Regions from separate parts of the Mus musculus genome. Here all the other regions are linked to region 1. The links are chromatin contacts, called in public ChIA-PET and Hi-C maps. All regions are on one chromosome and are shown on one strand. The core of a region is the stretch at or near the end of the contact, and the rest is flanking DNA. Distances in the headings are between cores, read along the strand shown. Region 1 has its middle 47 kb from the start of Gm39448. Region 2 has its middle 9.4 kb from the start of Mir467h. Region 3 overlaps Gm39447 (a long non-coding RNA gene).

Region 1 (4,738 bases), core at 1,577-4,076:
GAAGTTGTGAGCATCTGAGGCTCTCTACAATAGCACATGATGTAAAAGTACCTAAAGTAACTGCTATGCCTGTTGGTTCTGCTGTGGGTTGCTGGCCTCCATTGATCAGCGAAGGAAGCACTAAGCCTTAATAAAAATAAATAAAAGGTAATCATTTTTCCATCTAAGTCTAGATTCTGAAGTTCACTTTGGGTAGCTTAAGTTAAGAACTTTGACTGTAAACAGTCATTTCAAATGACAACGACCTTTTTGGCTCAGCATGAGTGCCTCAAGAAAGCCAGCCTCCATTCACCTTTTACACTGACTGTGCTCAGTACCCATCCCATGGCCAGATGGCTCGGAGAGGCCTGGCAGCTGGTGTGAAATCAAAGCATACATATACAAAACCCTCAAATCTCTCCAAGCTAACTGCCACTCATCCCCATCCCTCCTGCCTCCCCACTCCCCCAAAACAAGAGCTGATTGGCTTCCTCTCTCCTTTCTCTGGGCCTGTCTCTATTACACCAAGGTCCCCATTTAGGAAGAGAAAATGGTCACTGTGTCCACAGAGCTCAGTTTCTGACTGTGGGCAACCTAGGGCTTTGGGATGATTACTTCAGTGTCACCACAGTTGTTCCTAAAATGACTCAGGTCAGAGGCTGGACCCTGGAAGCCCTAATGAGCTAGGCTTGGCCACCCACCCTCAAGACACCAATGGAAGACAAGAAACAGAGGAAGTGGATCTACTTGATGTGACCACAGTGAGAAGAGAAACAAAAGAGGTCCAGTGACCCCAGAATCCATCTTTGATGGTGGTGGGGTCCTAACATGAGATTTATGTTTAAATACAGGGCAAGAAAGCAGACCTGGTCCGGATCTGGTCCTGCCCACCATACCCAGTCTATCCCACAAGGTATTCTAACAAATCAGAGCTGCTTGCAGTCTCATACTAGGAGACAAGTTGTCCTCCAACTGGCGCCAGATCTTGGACATTTCCTTCTGATATGAGACTTCTGCAGAAATCTTGAATCCTTAGGTCCATTGCCTCGACAGCCTGATAACAAAAACTAGGGGCACAAGTATCTCCTTAGGCTATCTCCACTCCAGTCAGGATGGTCACATGACCAGGCTGATATTTCTGGAGAGTGACGAGCACTCTATCTTGTCTTGTAGTATTGCACCTTCAAGTCACCACCCACTCCCGCTTGGATGCTGGTCTCTCAGACGGTGCTGTCCTATAGTCTTCCTGGCCGACTAAATCTGATTCACACCTATCTTAGTAGGGCCCATGGGCTAAAATAACTTGTGGACATTTATTTCTTTTTGTCTTTGTTCATTAAATACCATCCAATAAATTCTTCTATTTTGGCCGCTGGCCAAGGAAGCCTAAGTGTTTAGATATAAACACTTTTCCTATGGCCCTTTTATAGGGGAGACCTACTAACCTCTGTCACGGCATATCAGACAGGCCTGACCAGGAAACCTGCAGCTATCTAGGCCACTGTAAGGGCGTGGGGGTGGGGAGCTCGTTATCAAGATTGGTTACCTCAGAGTCGTTAGAGTATAGGAGGTTAACAGAACACAGCAAAGAACATAGAGAAGAAGCAGGAGGCAGGACGTGGCCACTACCTGCCCTGGAGGGAGAGGGAATATGGTGTAACTGGCTAATTAAGAAAGGGGAGTGAAGGTTCTTACTCTCTTGACCATAATTTCACACTGGTACTTCTGGCTGAAGTCAACCAGAAAGCTGTTGACCAGGGATGCTAGAGAATGCAGCTTCCTGCAACACAGAGAAACAAAGAAAAGGGCGTGGCCTATCTGTGTTTAGAGCAGATGCAGATGGGCAGATATGGAGATCACCAAAGCCTGCCTTTCAGTTTGAGGAAAGTGTCCACTGTGAGAATCAGTACTATTACCCATATGTGTGCTACTGTGAGCTTCTGCCCTGCCCTTGGGTCCATTTTGGATTGTCTAGGCTAAACATGTGTAAGGAAACAGTCAGATGGATTTCCTTGATGCCGTGACAAAGGCAACTAAAGAAATGAAGGGTTTATTCTGCCCCTGGTCTGAGGTGAGTGAGCTATAGAGCCAGGAGTGTGAGGCAGTGTGTCATATTGTATTGAATCGGAAGCACAGAGATGGGGACACCAGTGCTCAGCTCAGTTTTTCCTTTTAATTCAGTTCAGGGTGCCACTGTATGACATAGTGCCACCCACAGTTAAGAGTAGGCATTTATGCCTCAACTAATCCAATCCAGAAACCCCCTCATAGATAAGATGGAGGATGTCCCATGGTGATCCTAACTCCCACCCTGTTGGCAATGAGGATTAAGAACAGCGCTGCATTAAACTGGCTTAGACCAGAAGTTTTGAGTAAGGACTGAAATGAGATGACACTTGTGACTAATTAAGAAAGGCGAACACATGAGGTAGACCCAGAAAGTTCTACAAGCTCCTTCTCTCCAATGACATCCCCCATGCTGCTTACCACACAGGCCAGAAACATGGCGAGACTATGAGTTTGCTGGGCAAACTCCCATGATGCTTTGGGTCCACGAGGACATTTTTCCTAGAGGTGGGTAAATTGTTAGAAGAATTGCATCTGCCTGCTTCATACAGAGTTTTCTTCCACACCTGTCTGCTGTGCCAACCTCTAAAACCACAAGCGTGACAGCTTAGTTTAAAGAGCTTCCTCTTTTAAATGCCAGCCAATGAAGTCAATGGCGGATGTAATAACATAAAGAACAAAGCCACTATGGAAAACTTTTTGTCCCCTTGAATGTCACATGCTGGCATAAAAAGGTGCAGAGACTGACACGGGCTACTCCCTCAAGACAGCATCCAAACACAGCCTCAAGGACTGGCTGCTTAGAGATTGACCACATCCAGATTCTGCCCAGGTAAACACTGACTCCCAAGCATAAAAGGCTCTCGGAGCCTCTTTGAAGCTTTCTAGGGGCCAGTGTACCTTCTGCCTTCAACCACCTCCTGAATAGGTGTGCCTCTGCCTCTCCTCTTCTTGTAACTTGCCAGGGTTTGGCCGTGACATGGATGAATAAGGCAGTAAATGTGGGATTTGGTCTCACAGCCCAGCCTCCCTCATATTCTGCTCCTCACAGTCTTGTTTCTGTATGAAAGTTGTCAGTTCAGAGAGAGCGAGAACAAGAGGAAGAGGCTCTTCCTACCAAGATGATGTCTTCCTTCCCAGGACAGTCTGTCACAGAGTCCCTAAGGGAATGTTGGGCTAGAGGTTAGCTTCTAAGCAGAATGGTTGATACTAACCTAGAATAACTCCAATGATTGACACAGTTTTAAAAAAAGTATCACCTTTGAATGTACTTAACATTTTGCTTTTAATTGACTTGCATTTTTATTTAAATCCATTTAAGAGAAATCTTATATATATATAACAAATGCAAAATTAATATAATGTTCTAGAACTAGAAGGTAACCAGGAAAACAAAATAAGGTTATCCTGAGCCTCAGAAAGCCGAGAATCAGGGGGTGGGGGTTGGTTGCAAATAGGGAGAGGGCTGGTAAAGATTTACTGTTGCCTGGGTGATGATATTGCTCAACAGGTAAAAGTGCTTGCCTCCAAGTCTGACGACCTATTGTAGCTTGTGGTCTTTTTTTTTTTTTTTTTTGTAGCTTGTGGTCTTATCTACCCCGCTTTATGCTCCTGGGCAGGCTGCACTTCCAGCCACCCACCCAGGGAAACTTTGGATACTCGGATAAAAGACAACACATATTAGCTTATTTTTAATGTGCCTTGCTAGCTCAATGGTTGGACACTTGTTAGCCTCTTGCCTTGTACCTCAGGCCTAATCAAGGAAGCGGCCAGTGGCCACTTATCTGAGATATGACACGGTTGGTTGGCTTTCTCTCCTGAAGCTCCAACATCCCTTCTGTCTCCCTCTTGAACATGGAAAATCTCCCTCTGCTCCCTCCTCTCTCCTAGCCTTTCTGCCCAGCCATTGGCTACTGACTCTTTATTGACTGATCAAAAACCAATTGGGGACAAGGACCTTTAGTGTATAGGCACACAGATCCCCGATTAAGTCAAAGCATCCCAACATCAACCTACAACCTTTGTTCCATCCCCAGCACCCACATGGCAGAAGGGGAAGACATAAGCCCCGCAACCTATCCTCTGACCTCCATATGCTCACCATGATAGGCACCCACATGCATGTGCTCACATGTGTGCACACTTACAACTGAAGACATGTAATAGAAAGGAAATGCTGGTACGAAAATAAAATGGTTTCTCGTAAACACCTGGAAGGATTGAAGGACCAGACTGGGGAGCGGCTGGTAGAGTCTGTGTCCTGTTGCCGTTTCTGATCTCATTGTTGTAACCACAGGAAAAATCTGCTTTGGCTCACAGGAGAGAGCACGTTCCATCACAGCAACAAAGGCACCGAGGACTTCAGGATGGGGGAAGCATGCAGCAGACACTGCAGGCATCTTAAAAGGTCAAGAAATAATGCAGACAGGAAGTGGAACCAGTCTGTAAAACCTCAAGGCCCACCTCCAGAGACACACTTCCTCCACGGAGGCTTCCATTCCTAAACACTCTACAACCTTGAAACAGCAATACCAACTAGGAACCACCAAATATTCAAATGCACCCATGAGCCTGTGGGAGACATTTCTTATTCAAAAGACAAGAAGTGACTATGCCAATTCTGTCTGGGGGCAGACAAACCAGGACTAGTAGACTTTGAGATCTGTGCAAGCTAAGTGAAGCCAGGGACCAG
Region 2 (4,738 bases), core at 1,273-3,772, 220 kb after region 1:
TCTCCACACACCAATCACTATGTTTTTGGAAACAAGAGTTTCCTTCTGCCTGGGGCTCTCCAAGTCCGGCAGGCTGCCTGTCCTGCATGCTGCACCCCCAGAGCTCTGCCTGTCTTTATCTCCTAGCGCTGGGATAACTAGCATGCATCACCATGTTTATTTCCACAGATTTGGGGGCTCAAACTCAGGTCCCCATACTTGCATGGTAAGCACTGAGTCATCAATAGAGCCCAGCACTGCCTTTTGGGTCCCAACACGAGCAAACAGCTATATAAATTTTTATATATATATATGAAATTAGCACTCAGAATAAAGTGTGAGGGATACTGGATACAGTTTAGCACATATATAGTATACGTGATGTGTAAACTATACTTCAGTTTTTACATATTGCATTGTCAATCATATTAGCCACATTTAAGATATGGTCTGAAACAGACTGCATTGGAAGTACAAGCCTGAGCTCAGACTTACAATTGCCCTGTCGGGGTTTGATTACATTGCTACGACCTGAGCCCTGCTCACTCCCCAAACACAAAAACAGACCTGGGAGTGGCATTTTCATGTCAAGGAGGCCTCTAAGACAGGAGATCTCAGTAGGTCTGAGCTTCCGTGAGAAGAACCTTTGCATTTATCAAACCTCTCTCTCCCAGAGTCTCGCCACAGACCTTCGCAGGGTGGAGGGACACTGGCAAGCTCTGGGAGTGAGTGGGATGTGGTCTAGCTTGCTTCTGTTGCTGTGATAAAGTGCTGACCAAAACCCACTTGGGCATGAGAAGGATTATTTTGCTTTATGCTTTCAGGTCCCAGTTCATCACTGAGGAAGTCAGGCAGGAACCTGGAGGCAGGAGCTGACGCAGAAGCCATGGAGGACTGCTGTGCATTGGTTTGTTCTTATGGTTTCCTCAGTCTGCTGTTTTATAAAACCCAGAGATGTCTATTCCCTGTACACTGGGTCTTCCCACATCAATCATTAACTAAGAAATGCTCTATAGTTTTGCCTACAGTGAGGGCGTTTTCTTCGTTGATGTTTCATTCTTCTGGATAGCTTGTGTCAATTTGATTGTGTGTGTGTGTGTGTGTGTGTGTGTGTGTGTGTGTGTGTGTGTGTGTGTGTGTCCCATGCAGGGGTGTTGGCATTGGTAGTTTTGGGGAACAGTAGATGATGGATTCATGTTTTCAAGTGTCCACATTTACGGCAATGTTAAAACAGCAATGCAAAGAAATACAGTGGGGTTTGGGAGCCAGGGAGACAGCTCAGTGGGTAAAGTGCTTGCTGCTGCATTAGCATGAGCACCTGAGTTCAGATCCCTGGCACCCACAGAGAAGCTGAGGAGGGGGGCGTGGCTGCGAGCTCCTTGTCAGGGAGCTGTTGGGAGACAGGGGGATGCCAGTGGTTCACTAGCTGGCTGCAGTAGTAACTATCTCAGAGATATTTTCTATGTAGAGGAAGACTTTCCGATATCACCCTCTGGCTTCCACATGTGCACACATAGGCACATGGACACACAGAGAAGGAAAGAAGAGTAATAAAGTAGGGTGTTCAATCATCTTGCTTACAACAGAGCTTGAAATCCCCTGAACAAGCATCAGCCTGGGGAGAAGCCCAAGCACGACACAGCTTACACAGAGCCTGGGACCACCTTCCCCTGTTTCTTCAAAGCAGATGGGATTAACCAACTGTGTCTTTGCCTCTTAAGCAACAAATACCCAGGTCTCTGGGGCTGTCCCAGGAGATCGCAGCGTTTTGCAACCAAGCAGGAATAAACCCACAAGGTCTGCACCTTGCCAGCTCCGACCTGCTTGCCTTGGAAATTGTCACTCCTGCACCTGGAACGTCGTCCATTTCCATGAGCCCCAGAGCAGCGCAGATCTATCAGTGTCCTCACGGAGGGAAAGGAAGGAGAGGCCCTTTAATTTCTTCCTTGCTGTGAAGTGCAATAAATAACACCAAGCCCTGGAAGGGGATTTCCCAGATGCCCTTGAAATGATTCTCTGTAGTCCAGAGAAAGTTCTTTTCCAAGCCCCCTTCATTGTCCCTCTGGCTCTGAGCTTTCCCCTGTGCACCTACCCCACTACATCTATCTTATCTTCCACTGACTCTGAAGTCTTGGGAGTCTTTTGATTTTTACCATCAGAAGCGAATAGAAGGCTGGGCATGAAGTGGCAGGCAGTTTCCTCTCAGCTGGTGTCCTTGTCCTCTACCACCAGCCTGAAAACTACATTTCTGACTTGCCTTCTGCCTGGCCTTGCTGACCCGTGGCTGCTCTCCCAAGACTTGTGAAGGTGGGAGGAGTGGGAGGAGGGAAGCAGGCCTTTCTCTGTAGATTCGGTCTGTCTCGAGATCTCTGTAACCTCTGTCAGTGATGGCGGAGGCAGAGGCAGCAAGAGCCGGGCCAAGTGGAGGCTGCTGCTGGCCCTCTGCCAATCTGCCAGCCTGGCTTGGGCTCCAGTTACACACCATGAACCTTGAAGAGCGCCCCTGCCTCTGTGTTTTCTCCCACATGAAGGTGGTGGCAGCTTCTGCGGTTACGAATGCCAGGAAATCTGATATTAGTTTCCTTTCCTCCAGTCCCACCACCACCAGACGCAGCTGCCCCTCAGCAAGCCGGGAGCAGCTTCTGTTTTCCCACTAGACGCGGGCTGTAGAGAGTGCATCTTTCTCCTGCATTAGTCAGGGACAAAGGGCAAGTGAAACTCTTGTCCTGCTTCTGCTTCAGGCTCTTAGCAATGAAGTTTTCACTAAGCTCAAAAAATAAAATCAAAGTAGGGTCCTGCCCAGATAAGAAAGTGTCTGGAGACATTTGTCTCGTGACAAATGAGGTTAGGAGCCCATTTTTTCTTAGAGGCTGCTGTCCATGAGTTGCTTTCTACAGATCCACTGCAGACAGTGGGATCTGTGGCACAGTCAGGAACTTCACATCTGGAAATTCTTCTAAGGAGGCTGTTGGGTAAGCTTGCAAATGTAGCTCAATGGGTAGAGTGCTTGCCTAGCATGTGCAAAGTCCTGGCTTTAAACACCAGCACCTCATGAACCCACTGTGGGTGTACACACATAGAATCCCATCCCCCCGACAGTGAGGCAGAGGATTAGGTACTCCAGGACATCTGTGGCCACATCGTAAGTTCAAGGACAACCTTGGAAAATAAGACCTGGCCTCAAAAAAAAAAAAAAAAAAGGAAAGAAAAGAGAGAGGGAAGGAGGAGAGAGGGAGGGAAGGAGGGAGAGAGCAAGAGTGGAAGGAAGGAAGGAAGGAAGGAAGAAAGGAAGGAAGGAAGGAAGGAAGGAAGGAAGGAAGGAAGGAAGGAAGGAAGGATGGATGAAGGAGAAGGGTAGGAAGAGGAGAAGAGGAAGAAGAAAGAACCAACAGACTAATAAAAAATAAGATGAAGAGCAATTGAGACAACTGGACTTGACCTCTGGCCTGCATGCTCAGGTTTACACGTGTGCACTTACACCTGTGTACATGCACACAAACAGATAGATATACATGCATACTATAGTGGTTTCACCGAGAATGGCTCCCCACAGGTTCATATATTTGAATACTTGGTCCATAGTTTTAGGAACTGTTTGGAAAAGAGGCACAGTATTGGTAGAAGAGGTGTGACACTGGGTATCATTCCCAGTTAGTTCTCTCCCTCCCCTTCTCTCTCCCCATCCCCCTCTCTGTCTCTCTGCCTCTCTCTGTCTCTCTCCGTTTCTCTCTTTCTCTGTCTCTCTCTGTCTTTCTCTCTGTCTCTCTCTGTCTCTTGCTCTGTCTCTCTGGCTCTGTCTTCCTCTCTGTCTCTCTCTCTGTCTTTCTCTCTGTCTCTTGTTCTGTTTCTGTCTTTCTCTGTCTCTGTCTCTCTCTGTCTCTGTCTCTCTCTCTCTCTCTCTCTCTCTCTCTCTCTTTCTCTCTCTCTCTCTCTGACGTATGCCTTGTGCTTGTGGATGTGATGTAAGCTCTAAGCTACTGCTCCAACACCATGCCTGCCTGCTGCCATGTGCCCCCCCCCACATGGTGAGCTCTACCATTCTCGAACCATGAGCCCTCAAATGTTGTCACTCCTGAGTTGGCCATGACACTTTGTCATAGCAATAAAAAAGTCACACACACAAATGCAACAAAGAGAAAACAGTTGTGTCAGGACTACCTTCAACACATGGAGCCTGTGCTGAGTCTGGGTAGTGGTAGAACTGACTGCCACCACCAGGTGTTTTAATAACCAGCTCTCCAGGGAGGAGGGTATGGTGATTTCAATGAGAAACGCCAACCACAGTCTTGGACCTTGGACACTGGGTCCCCAGGTGGCAATGCTCTTTGGAGAGATTTAGGCGGGGCAGCCTTGCTGGAAGAAATGTGCCACTGGGATGAGCTATCATAGTCTAAGGTCTCACAGCATTTCATGCTTAGTGCTTTTAATAAAGGGGTAAGCTTCCAGGGCCCTGTTCTTGCTGCCACACCCAGTTTCCCCACTATGGTGGACTCCTATCTGTCCCTCTGGAACCATGGTCTCAAATACATCCTCCATTCTGGAGGTGGCTTTGGTCATGGTTTTCTTTTCTTTTCTTCTCTCTTCTTTATCATGGAAACAAAAAGTTTACTAATACAGAGGGTGAAGCCCCAGTCCTTGCTATTGACAGCGCTCCATGAGGTAAACGCTCCTGCTGTGGCCAAGCCAGCATTGCTCTTGAGCCTAAGAGGAGACATAGATCAAGTCCCTCCGCGTTTGTACAAGCTGGCCCCAGCTTCTA
Region 3 (4,738 bases), core at 1,154-3,653, 130 kb after region 1:
CCCAGCCTATCTCATCTCTCCCATGGGTGTGTGATCTAAGTTTAGGCTGGAGAGTTGGCTCAGTGGTTAGGCACACACTGCTCTCCCAGAGGACCAGACTTCAGCTCCCAGCACCCACACTGGGGCACTCACAACTGTCTGTAGGTCCAGCTTCCATGGGATCTGATGTCCTTTTCTGGTCTCTGATAGAGACCAAACCCTACCTTTGGTTAGGTGCCCCAAACTATCTCTCTCTCTCTCTCTCTCTCTCTCTCTCTCTCTCTCTCACATACACACACACACTTTAAAAAATAAAATAAACTTAAAAAGGAAAGGACATAAGACACATCCTGCTCTTAAATATTCAAAACACCCTTTCTCTTGCAACATCAAACACTGTGCCTTTATATAGTGCACTGGGACCACTGGGGACAATGTAAGTATAGAAGAAAAAAAAAGGCTTTGAAATCTATAAGGACATTACTCTAAATCCCTTCATCTAGACCAAAAGTCCCCTCCTCGCTAGATTTACTTTCTCATTTCAAGCCCTGCCATGCTGCCCAATATAGATCACAGGAAGTTATAAGATCAAATGACAATATAGTACAGCTTCATAATAAAAGGTCAGAAGCCAAGGCTCTATCCGCAGCCATGGCCTGGGTTCTCATCCTCGGAAATGAAAATAGATCCTCCCCGACATCAAAGTCGTCCAATGAACCCAAAGTCTTCCCAGACTACTGCTTTAAAGACCACCGTCCCCAGCAGGGTCGAGGAGATGGCTCAGTGGTTATATTGCCCACAAGCCTGAGGAGCTGACGTCTGAGTCCCAGAACCCATGCCGAGTGGGCATGCCATCCTCCTATAATTTCAGCCTCCGGAGGCACGAGGGCATCCCCAGGGCAAGATGGCGAGGGAGACTGGCCACATCAGAGAGCTCTGACTGCAATAGAGACCAGACCCTGCTTTGATGAATAAGATAAAGAAGGATGAGTCTGACATCAACCATGTAAACACACGTACACACACACACACATTTACACATGTACCCTCCCCACATACACATACATAAACACACATAAATAAAAACAGAAGAAAAAAAAGAAGCCCAAGCATTCAGAGCCAGGTGTGATGGCTTCCCAGAACTGAGAGCCATCATGGCTCCCAACTGTACTCTCGGGAAAGTTGAAGCAGGAGGATCAGGAATTCAAGATCACCGTCAGTTTACAAAACAGTTACCAGATGTACAAAGCAGTTGTTTTCCTATGTTAAGCTTATTTATTATGTGCATCATGGCTTTATTTATAATAAGATGGAAGCTTCACAAGGGTGAGAATTATGTTTCCTTTAGCACTGCGCATCCCACACCTCGAGCGGTGCCCAGCGTATGAGAGAAGTTCATTAAGGTCTTTGTGGAATGAATAATCAGTTAGGAGAAAAGTCCACAGTCAGACATCGGGCTCAAATCCAATGCCTCCATGTCTGGCTTTGAGACCTTAGTTAGACAGTTAGGTTTAGACTTTGTCAGCTTCAAATTCTTTTCTACACCATGATGGTGATTATCATGAGCACATGCTGTGCTGTGGGAATTAGGGTCACTCACCCACAGGAAGTGGTTGCTGCTCGGTGCACAGAGTATGACTCTGTCTCAACCATCACTGTCCACCTCTACACTGGACAGATCCTCCTAAATGTTCCACAAAGCACTCCAGATCCCCGTCCCTAACCACCTCCCCACTCCCCAGAGTTTCAAAGGAAGGAATCACCCACGAGCACATAAAAGATGGATGTCTCGTCTTCAAAGTGGTCTCAGCCAACCACCTTTCCTCTGCTCAATTGGCCAACTCTATCTTATGCATTCTGTTAGATGGAACTGCCTGGGAATGCCATCTCTTCCTAATGGCTTCTGTCATACTGAATAGATGTTAACTCCCTGGACTGCTCCCTTTGCTGGAGGGCAAGCAGCTTCAACCTTAGCTTGCCCTGATTCTCTGTATGCAAAATAGTATGCAGTCTACCCTTAGTCACTGAAAACTACCTGCTCAGAAAATAACGTTGAAAAGTAACGGCTCCAGCCTGGTGCGGTGGCGCACATCTGGTGACACACATCTGTAATCTTAGCACTTGGCAGATGGAGGCAGGAAGATCAGAAATTCAAGGCAAGCCTCTGCTACATAGCAAGTTAGAGGCCAACCTGGGCTATGTGAGACCTTGTCTCAAAACAAAACATCACAAAGATAAACTAAAATTTCTCTAGCACATGCTACAAGAAAGCCAGCCCAACCCCCAGCCTTATTCTCTTATCCCTATTGTCTCTATTGTTGATGCTGTAAAAGCCATAGGGTGCATTCCCCAGCCTCTCCACGGATGGGGGCAGGCACGTGCTGGCATAGTCATGTCTGAAGGCATCTTTGAGAGCTGCTTGTGTACAGCTCCTTTTATCTCTCCTTCTTCCTGCCTATGACACATAAGAGGCCAAGATGCAGCGGCTGTTAGGAGACCATGACAGGCGTACTGAGGATGGAGCCAGCATGCTAAGGATGGCATGGTGGTTTGTTTCCAGTAGGACCACGTGGGAACCATGAGACCATATTTGTTTAAGCCAGTATTAACTGGCCCTGCTGGTTTTGTAACCAAACAGATTCTGGTTCCAGCAGGAGCAACTGTTTCCTAACCCTTCCTACTTGACGCTCTTGGCTTTGTCACTGCCCTGGGCTTCCATCTGTCAATTAGACGGTACACACTTGCCACTGACGTGGAACAGAAAAGCCATGTACACTTCGAGAATCTACTCCTGTTGGCACTCTTAAGGATGCTTGCACCCAACAGGTACCTTGCAGTAGACCTTGGTTTTGGCTGGCTATGCCCACCGAGTCTGGGAGGACAGAGATGACTGCTGGTCCTCAACTGTCTTTCTCCTTTTCACTTAGTCTAGAACCACAGCCCCACGGGTGGTGCTGTCCACATTCAGTCTGTCTTCTCCCTTCAGTCACTCCTCTCTGGAAACACCCGAGCAGGCACACTCAACTCAAAGGGGCGCCATTCACGCCCTGGGTACTTCTTAATTCTACCAAGATGACCAAAGCCAACGGTTCCTCGGGTTCTAAATGCTGAAGCTCATGGCAATCTTGCCAGGAAGTAGTACGACTTGGCTGAAGACTTACTTGCCCAAAGAAATATTTAGACGTGTATGCAATCAAAGAGGAGAATATCAACAATAAAGGATGAAATAGATCTAAAACCTTGAAGAGCCCAGTACCTAGCCTCAAGGTGAGGTCACTCAGTGAGATCATCTGTGGCCAGCCAGAGCTGTGCTAACCTGGACAGCCTTGCTCTGCAGCCCTCTCAGTCCTGCCTCCCTCAGCAGCTCAAAGCACTTCCAGAAGACTAGACCTTCCCTTCAGTGGTCCCGTGTACCCCAATTGTAGCCTCTGCTTATGGAATTCTAACCTAAGATCATCACTAAGAGCACCTTTTGCTAGTACCAGGGAGATGGCCCCATTGGTAAAGTCCTTGCTGCAGAAGCCTAAGGATCTAAGTGTGATCCCCAGAGCCCACAGAGAGAGCTCTTTTGTGATCACAGAACTGAGGAAGAGGAGAAAGAGGAGGAGGAGGAGGAGGAGGAGGAGGAGGAGGAGGAGGAGGAGGAGGAGGAGGAGGAGGAGGAGGAGGGAGAAACAGAAACTGCCAGGGCTCTCTGGCCAGCCAGACCAGAACTGATAAGTCCTAGGTACTAGTGGGAGAACCTGTCTCAAAAAACAAGATAGATGTTTCCAGGCCTGACCTCTGGACTCCACATGTATACATACATACACATATCCCTGAACACACATGTATACATGCATGCACACACATGTGTGTGCTCTCTCTCTCTCTCTCTCTCTCTCTCTCTCTCTCTCTCTCTCTCTCACACACACACACACACACAGAGGAGAGAGAGAGAGAGAGAGAGAGAGAGAGAGAGAGAGAGAGAGAGAGAGAGAGAGAGAGAGAGAGAACACCTTTCCTAAAAGAGCAAATATGCCCATGCCAGCAACCCAGTCTGGCCTCTTAAGGTGGCTCTAATACTCACACACTCCCACTGGCGATGCCCTTGTGCCCCGGCATCCCATGGCTACGTGTCAATTAGAAGGCCCTGTGGTCTGGTGGCAGCAACGGAAAAACCTCGAGGGCAGGAATTGATTAATTTCTCACACCATCAGAGTTTAAGTCATCAGGGGCCTCAGAACACAGCTCAGGGACTTCGAGATTAGATTCCATTTGCTGAGCCAATGCAGGAAGAAAATACTTCCTAGCCTGCTGTGTGCGAAAAGGCATCCCTTCTGAGCCACCAAATTTCACTTGTATAAAACTGAACTGTCAAAGCTAATGAAATGTTATAGAAAACTCCAGACAGTGAGAGAATTCATTGAAATATTCTTCAGGTTTTAATGTTTTAAAAGAAGGCTATGCTCTGTTATAAATAAATGTCCCATCATGAGCAAGTCATTGTTCAGAAAAAAAAAATCAAGCTTGGTAAATGGTGGGTGACAAATGGCCCGGTTCTTCAAGAGCCCATGACAGGGGCCATTTCATATAAATTAAATGTAGATATGGCTAGTGTAAATATTGACTTTCAAAATGTCAGTAGCTGACTGACAGGGAGCAGAAAAATAAGGAAGTAAAGCTGTGGGGGAAGGGCATGAATCAAAGACCTGTTTGCAAGATACAAAACAGTAGTTACTCTTTAGTAAAGTAGACTAGGACCAGAGCACACTGCGTG

The links. Hi-C and Micro-C count contacts between places; a contact is called where the count stands out from the background. ChIA-PET counts read pairs in DNA pulled down with a chosen protein or histone mark.
Region 2: an RNA polymerase II ChIA-PET map of memory CD8 T cells shows a contact between it and region 1, with 87 read pairs. The contact joins two enhancer-like sites. A contact is called at or near these places in 1 of 39 promoter capture datasets (liver), 3 of 484 Hi-C or Micro-C datasets (CD4 T cells, granulocyte-monocyte progenitors and group 2 innate lymphoid cells) and 7 of 115 datasets of contacts at active chromatin or transcription factors (Th17 cells, VIP interneurons, astrocytes and 4 more).
Region 3: a contact with region 1 is called in a Hi-C map of regulatory T cells, with 3 times the contacts expected there. The contact joins two enhancer-like sites. A contact is called at or near these places in 15 of 484 Hi-C or Micro-C datasets (B cells, the C10 cell line, CD4 T cells and 8 more) and 5 of 115 datasets of contacts at active chromatin or transcription factors (memory CD8 T cells, regulatory T cells, regulatory T cell precursor and 1 more).

The regions. Positions count from the first base shown.
Region 1 is chr9:115,609,834-115,614,571 of GRCm38.p6, reverse strand. No RefSeq gene overlaps it. Among named protein-coding and RNA genes, the nearest start is that of Gm39448, 47 kb to the left of the region's middle. Within about 2 kb of position 2,826, at least 75 of the 459 cell types and tissues checked have an H3K27ac peak or open chromatin away from gene starts, as enhancers often do. A contact at or near this core is called in CD8 T cells, group 2 innate lymphoid cells, memory CD8 T cells and 3 more, where this site is marked.
Region 2 is chr9:115,388,820-115,393,557 of GRCm38.p6, reverse strand. No RefSeq gene overlaps it. Among named protein-coding and RNA genes, the nearest start is that of Mir467h, 9.4 kb to the right of the region's middle. Within about 2 kb of position 2,522, at least 87 of the 459 cell types and tissues checked have an H3K27ac peak or open chromatin away from gene starts, as enhancers often do. A contact at or near this core is called in group 2 innate lymphoid cells, memory CD8 T cells and regulatory T cells, where this site is marked.
Region 3 is chr9:115,479,041-115,483,778 of GRCm38.p6, reverse strand. All of the region lies in intron 2 of Gm39447 (a long non-coding RNA gene), which reads right to left. Among named protein-coding and RNA genes, the nearest start is that of Gm39447, 31 kb to the right of the region's middle. Within about 2 kb of position 2,403, at least 9 of the 459 cell types and tissues checked have an H3K27ac peak or open chromatin away from gene starts, as enhancers often do. A contact at or near this core is called in CD8 T cells, regulatory T cells, regulatory T cell precursor and 1 more, where this site is marked.